2 separate regions of the Gossypium hirsutum genome follow, and region 2 is linked to region 1. The links are chromatin contacts, called in public Hi-C maps. All regions are on one chromosome and are shown on one strand. The core of a region is the stretch at or near the end of the contact, and the rest is flanking DNA. Distances in the headings are between cores, read along the strand shown. Region 1 holds the start of LOC107933520 (abscisic acid receptor PYL9). Region 2 holds the start of LOC107933525 (eukaryotic translation initiation factor 1A).

Region 1 (3,779 bases), core at 741-3,240:
ACTTCCATTCTCACGTGTTTGAAGTTGATTTGTTGCAGAAAATGCAAAAGACTTTCCAGTTTCCACCAAGGTAGGTCTTTTACTTTAAACAAAGATCATCACAAGATGTTTTTGATCAGTTAACGTGCAGTGCAACATTATGACTCAGAAAAAGCTAATCTTGGTGCATTTCCATGGTGTACCGACATTTTTCTGCACTCAAATTAATAGGCTGAGAACTCTACTCAACAAATATCTACTTTTTAAGTTTCCAAAAATGAAAACTAGCAGCAATACCAAAAATGATCCCAACAAGAGACCACTTAAAATAGACACCATCATAAAACATAACTGTACTTCAAATGGTTTCTCCAAATTCATCCTGCTGGGCCTGGCTGCTGCTTCAAATATGGGAAATGGAATTAAAATTCTCCCATCTCTTCTTAATATTAAATATTTACAAATAAGACCGTAGTTTTGGAGGCTTGTAATGAATTCGGATATCTCATAGATAAACTACTTACACAAGCATTTAAACTAAGAACCAAAAGGTGTTAAAAGAGTGTTCCATAACAAAGTGAAAGATGATCATATATCACAAACTCCAAAGATTGTCTTTTTCTTTTTGGTCATCACAATTCCACCTTTTTCAGTTAGTATCGGTTGATAGGCTGTGTCTGATCCATCACAGCCATCCTCTCTGAAACATCGGCTAACGATTTCAGGTTACATCGGATCAAAGCTTCCACGAAGTAACAAGTTTCGTCCGTGGTGTTCCCTTCCGGCACATCCACGACGAACGATTCGATCACCATTGTACCTGGCCTTCCTTCAATTACCTCGGGATGCACCGTCATGATCGAAGAATAATTCTGCAGTCAACAAAATGAGTACCGTGACACAGAAAACAAGTGTTAAGGAAGAAAGAAATGTTAGTATTTTGTACCCTGAGACGGTGGTCGCCGCCGACGATTTTGATGCCTAAAATGTGTTCTTCGTCATCGAGAAGTTCCAACCGTTCGGTGCTGGTGGTGGCCGGAAGTCCGGACTTGACGTTGACCTCTCTAACACTGCCGATCCCGAGGTCCCCTTTCATTATACACCTGCTGACGAAGGGCTTGTACTTTTGAGGCTGGTCAAATCGCCTTACCAATGACCATACCTATCCATGGTTAAAGAAAACAGAAACAGAACAACAAACCCATCGTTAAAATCAGACTTTTACGAACCAACGAGTTAACAGAAATTCATAATCTTGGCTAAAATAGTCTGGGTTCTTTTTTTTTTCTTTTTTATCCGTGAAAAAAATAGAATAAGGCAGAGATAATACATCATACTCGTAGGTTTACTTTTCTTTTTTCTTTTTTTTGGGGGGGGGGTTAAATTTCGACCAAGAACACAGATTTGATTTGATTTTGGGTAACAAACCAAAGAGAATAGATTTGGGTTTCAGCAGATCCATAGGAGAGTAGAAAGAAAAACGTGTCAACGGCCTAAACGGCGGCGAGAAAAACGAACAAAATGGGGAAAAGGGGGGAAATTATAGAGGAGTCTCAAACTGAGGAACTTACGAGATGAACAGGGGCTTTGATGTGTTTAACAAGAGCAGAGGTGCACTGGTCGTCTCTGATGTTGTGCCTGTGATGTCTCTGTATGTACTGGGATTCCATCATACTGTGAGCATCATCACCGTTCATTTCTTCTACCTTTTGTCCCAAACTGATATATAAGGATAAAAACGAGTTGTGTTGTTTGCCTCTGTAAACAAATCAGAAGGTGAAAAATTAGAGGAGAGTAGCAAGAGAGAAGAAAAGCAAGAGATTTGGTGAGGATGTTAACAAAGGGAAGGGGGCCTTACTCTTTAGCCTTTTGCTTTTGGTTTAGGTTTTAGGCATTTGGTTGGGACCAGGCTCAGCCTCTTACTTTCCGTAATTAAATTAAGGTTTTTCTCTTTTCCTTCACTTGTCTATACCCTGTTACCTCTCCATTTTTGTAAAATAGCAAATATTTTGAGATACTTTTCTTATTTTATATTTAAATACATGTTAAAAATCATAAAAATAGAAATAAAAAACATAAAAAGATTTATATCAATTTTAGTAAATTTATTATATAATTAATTCACGTGAATGTTCCTTAATCTAGCATCATACACAAACATTTAATATCTTTTAACGTGACAGCTATTTTCTATTTTCGTACTTGGATAGTTTCATTGATTGACATATCAAAATCTTTTAAATTAAATTAACGTGAACTCCATTTTGAGAAATAAATAAATAAATAATTCTTATTATAAAAAAATATTTCACAACCATTAAAAAATTAAAGTAATTAATTAATATTTAAATATTTAAATATTTTACTATTATAATATTAGGGTAATTTATTAAAAAAACCTCATTTCCAAAAGTATTTACGGAAATAGGCCAATTTTTTTATTATTTACCGAAAAGGTCTGAATTTCCCGAAAGCGCGTCCACGTCAGCGCGAAGTCAGGGGATGTGTCAGCAAAACGCGTCCTTGGGGGAGCATTTTGCCTCTTTTTTTAAGGTTAGATTTTTTGTGCTTGATTTGGGGTTTTAGGGTTTAAGGTTAGGGTTTTAAGGTTAATTAAATAAGGGGTTTATGGTTAATTAATTAAATTAACTATTAATTTTAAAAAATCAATTAAATTAGGGTTTAGGGTTTTAGGATTAATTAATTAAATTGGAGTTTAAGGTTTTAAGGTTTAGGATTTTATTGTGTTTATGGATGCACTATCAGTAAAATTACTAAAAAAAGCTTCCACGTGGACATTCTTTTGCTACAGTAGTATCTGAAAAAATAATTTTGATAAGATGTTTCTGAACAAATAGTATCCAAAACGCTTCAAGCAGGATGCACTGTTAGCAAAATTATTGAAAAAAACTCCCACGTGGACGCTCTTTTGCTATAGCAGTATATGGAAAAATAATTTTGAGAAGACGTTTCTGAACAAATGGTGTCCAAAATGCTTCAAGCATGATGCACTGTCAGCAAAATTACTGAAAAAAGCTCACATGTGGACGCTCTTTTGCTACAGTAGTTCCTATATGGCCTTAGACTATAAATAAGTCAAATTTCATTCTTAGGTTGTATAAGTTACAGCAAGAGAAATTGAGGCTAAAGTAGAATAGAAACTGAAGATGAGTGAACGTATTAGTGTTGTTATTTACTATGATGTGAGGTCCGTGACACGAAGAACGGCGTTGTTTTTTTATCGGAGAGCATAACACGACTGGTTTTTAACCAGGACATAGATTTGACAGAACTTCGTAAAAGAATTAGGCGTAAAATCTTCGGAACGACGCCAATGAAAGTTTTGTCTATTAAGTATCGATTTTGTGCTTCGGTTGATCCCGTGAGATATGACTCATTCGACATCAAAGGTCCTCGTAGCTTGGAGGCAATAGTGCAAACTCATATTGCTAGTGAATCACCCTATCTTGAGTTATATGTACAATTTTCATCACCAAATGATGCATTTGAGACTTCAACATCTACTGCTGTTCGAAAGGAATACACGACCCATGCCTGACACTCTGTAATGGGTGGCAAAACACGAAAGCGCCCGTGTTTGGTAGTAGTATGGAATACACAACCCCTGCATGACACTCTGTTGGTGGATGGGACATGCACCTTGGTGGGTCGATGTTTGATACTGGAAATACGTACTGGGAATGACATCAACTTTTAGTGGTTGGCAATCCACATCTGATTGGGGATGTTATGAAACGTCCACAAGAAGGGATGATGTACTCCCTACGACATCCACCAGC
Region 2 (3,779 bases), core at 601-3,100, 600 kb before region 1:
GTTAAATAGTTAATAGAAAGATGATGTGATAGCTTTTAAAATTGACATAATAATAGCTTTAACCCTTAACATTTATATATTGTATTAATTTAGCCTTAATTTAAAAAAAATTAACTCTTAACATTTACACATTGTGTAATTTTAAAAGCTGTTGAGTTGTCAATGGGGCTACCACTGATGTTTTGCATCAAACATTGTGGGCAAAGAAGTAATGCAAATTGGATAGTTAAATCAAGTAAATGTGATTAGCAAGGTACATCTCAAACAATTTTCTAGTTTTTTACATTAGCGCTTACCATTGATTTAGCAATGGCACAAAGGCCTTTTCAGAGTTTAGAAGCAGATAAGTCAAGTGTCTTATAAACTAGAATTAGCAACAATATTTAAGGTTAACCTAATGTTTAATGTGGACATGCCAAAGCCTTTATGTGAGCATCAAGGGGATCTCAATTGAGGTCACAACAAGGGTAAGTAAGAGTGGACTCTTCGACCAAGATGTATAAGGGGGAAAAACAATGTGAGTTAGATATAAGCCGAGGCGAATGTCTCAAGGTAGGGAACTACCTAACAAAGTGACTAGTTGGGAATCAGTTGAGGCATTGTGGCAGTTCTGAGATGAGTTTAACCAGCATTTTTTCGAGCACGTGACAAGGGCTTCGCAAGAATGGGTTGAGGAGAATGTCACGGGCAACAAATCAAAGCTCGTGACTAATGGACACAAAATCACCTAATGAGGTCAACTGATCAATTTGAGCTCATTTAACCCATTTTGGACTGGTCTGATTCGTAAAACATAAAGGGATGCCCATTTACTTTGAAGCCTTGGTGGCCTAGTAAAACACTCTAGTAAATTAAGGTTAACAATGTAAATATTGTAATTCTAAAGGGATAAGGTTGTATAGTGTTTAAATCCCTTAAAATTTTTATATTGTAGATAGACATTAATCTTAGTCGTTGATGTAATTTAAATTGTATCATTGGATCTAAGGAGCTCAACTATAAATAGAGGTCTTCCTCATCATTTGTAGTCATCCTATTGAAGAGTAATCAAATACATTTGGTGTGCATTTGCTTTCTTATGTCATTTTCTATTCATTTGTTGTTTCTTTGCTTGAGAGTTTGCTTTTGTTAATTTATTTGTGAATTCTCACTTTTCAAGAGTTAGGCTAACTTAAGCAAAATTGAAACAAAGTTATTGCCTAAAACAGTATGGTTTGTTAGACTAAAGTTCTAATCCTATAACATAAACTTTAACCTGAAACTTTTGTTCAAAGACTTACCCATTTTTTAAATGGACAACTTGACATATAAAAGTAAAAAGTAAAAATAATTTAGTTGGTAAATTTTGCAAGTGAACGGCTTCTCTATTATAAATAGAAGATTAAAATATGTTATAGGTTGTTATACTATTTACAAATTTAGAATTAAATTCCTATATTTTTATTTATTGAAATTTAGTTTTTTATTTTTTAAAATTTGAAATTAAGGTCCAATCGTTAATGTTGTTAATATTTTTGTTAAATTTGTTGGTGTGACATTTTAAAATAAAAAAAATATTCACTTGATAATAAAGTAACTAAAAAAATAACATCGTAATAGACTTGAATTTAACAAAAATAATTTAAATAGCGTTAATAGTTGAACCTAGATTTTGAAATTTGAAAAATAGAAAAATTAAATTCTAAAAATAAAATTATAAGATTAAATTTTAATTTTATGAAGAGTAGAAGTTTTTAACTAAATATAAACAAAGATAAAAATTAAAAAATAGGTTGGGCAAAGTAAAAGAAAAGAAATAGAGGCATTCTAAATATTATTTATCGAGAAAGAAGAGGAAAAATTAAAGCTTTATTCATGTTTTAGCCCTTAAATTATACCTATTTTTCATATTGACACTTCAACTTTGCTTCTGTTAACATTTTCAATCCAAAATGTCAAACCGCGTTAAAAAAATCGAAACCCAATCAGATTGCGGCACTTGTTTTTCTATTATAAATAGTATAATTTTTATTAAATATATACATAACCTTAAATAAAATAAAAATATGAAAATTTGGTTGATCCGACGGTGGAAGAGGGAGATCGGAGAAAGTTAGCTTGCAAATTTTATTTTGATGAAACCGATTTCAGATTTAGAAAGACCATGAAAAAACGAACTTCGAGTAAAGCTTGGGGCTTCGTAGGCCACCGGCGACAGTGGCCAGCATGGCAGTAGGCGCGGCGGCCAGCACCGAACCTGGCAACCTGGGTTCTAGTTTTAGAGAGAGGGCAGAGCATTTTGGTTCTAGAGAGAAAAGGGCAGAAGAACAAGTAATGGTAAAAAATATAAAATTAAATAATTTCTTTTTTTATTTGTTGTTTAAAAAATTTATTTAACAAAACCCAAAAAATACGTGTCTAAATCTGATTGGGTACCTAATTTTTTTAAAACGCCGTTTGGCATTTGTAGTGGAAATATTAACAGAAGTAAAGTTGAGGTATCGATATGGGATCAATAAAAATTTAGGTATCAATGTGGGAAAATGGGAATAGTTTGGGGGCTAAAACGTGAATAAAGCCAAAAATTATAGAAAAGAAAAAGAAGAATCTTCAAATTAAAATTAAAAATTAGGGTTTACTTTTCCATCTGAAGAAGGGGGGAGAGCAATCGTTGCGAAGAGCCAAAGATGCCGAAGAACAAAGGAAAGGGAGGAAAGAACCGTAAGAGGGGAAAGAACGAGGCCGATGACGAGAAACGTGAGCTTATCTTCAAAGAAGATGGCCAAGAATACGCCCAAGTCTCACGCATGTTGGGTAACGGCCGCTGCGAAGCTATGTGCATCGACGGCACCAAGCGCCTCTGCCACATCCGGGGGAAGATGCACAAGAAGGTCTGGATCGCCGCCGGCGACATCATCCTCGTCGGCCTTAGGGATTATCAAGATGACAAGGCTGACGTCATCTTGAAATACATGCCCGATGAAGCTAGGCTTCTCAAAGCTTATGGTGAGCTACCCGAGAATACCAGGTTGAATGAAGGGATTGCTGGCGGCATTGATGAGGAAGATGATGGTGCAGGCGATGACTACATCGAGTTCGAGGATGAGGACATCGATAAGATTTAAATTTCTCTTCTTCTTTTTTGTCATTTTTGAATTTATTTTAAGATATGGTGGTGATATTTGCCGTATGGTCATGCTTTATTAAGCACAATGGATGCTGGATTTATGTTATTACACATGGATTTACCTTTTATTATGTTAATGGCATTGTTTTCTCTTTAAATTTGACATGGGTTTTCATATTTTGTCCTCATTTCTGAATATTGCAATTTAGTATGGGTTGATTTTTGAGTTTGGCTGGCGGATTTTGTTTTATTTGCTTTCATGTTATCATTTTCTTTTGAGAATTAGTTAAGATTTTGATTGTGGTTGTGGTCTGAGTCCTTTATTCCATTGGGGAGTTCTATTTGATTGCAGGGTGGCTTTGATTTCAAAGTTTTGTGGGAATATTATGGTTTTGATTTCAATGTTTTCTTCTTTTTGTTAGATTTTTATTGTTGTATGGAAATTGAAGAATATTGGTTTCTGGCTTTTTGTAGCCAGAACCATTGCTGTTACTGGAAGGCATTAATCACCATTGTTTGACCATAACCAAGATGATAGGTGACAATTTCATGTATTATGGTCTATGTTATGTTGATTAGGATTAGGTGGTGAGTGCCGGATATGGGTATACTCAATTGTTTTGAAAATTTTTCATATATCTAGAGGATCCTATTCCTAATATCAATGTCCAAA

What was found. A called contact is a pair of places that touch in the nucleus more often than the background predicts.
Region 2: a contact with region 1 is called in a Hi-C map of leaf, with 2.8 times the contacts expected there. The contact joins the promoter of LOC107933525 here to the promoter of LOC107933520 in region 1. A contact is called at or near these places in 2 of 34 Hi-C or Micro-C datasets (both in leaf).

The regions. Positions count from the first base shown.
Region 1 is chrA08:102,075,280-102,079,058 of Gossypium_hirsutum_v2.1, reverse strand. It overlaps LOC107933520 (abscisic acid receptor PYL9), which reads right to left and starts at 1,990. Exons shown (of 4, transcript XM_016865752.2): 1 at 1,838-1,990; 2 at 1,551-1,737; 3 at 926-1,141; 4 at 397-851. The coding sequence starts at 1,676. The coding sequence ends at 633.
Region 2 is chrA08:102,670,488-102,674,266 of Gossypium_hirsutum_v2.1, reverse strand. It overlaps LOC107933525 (eukaryotic translation initiation factor 1A), which reads left to right and starts at 1,850. Exons shown (of 1, transcript XM_016865758.2): 1 at 1,850-3,269. The coding sequence starts at 2,667. The coding sequence ends at 3,104.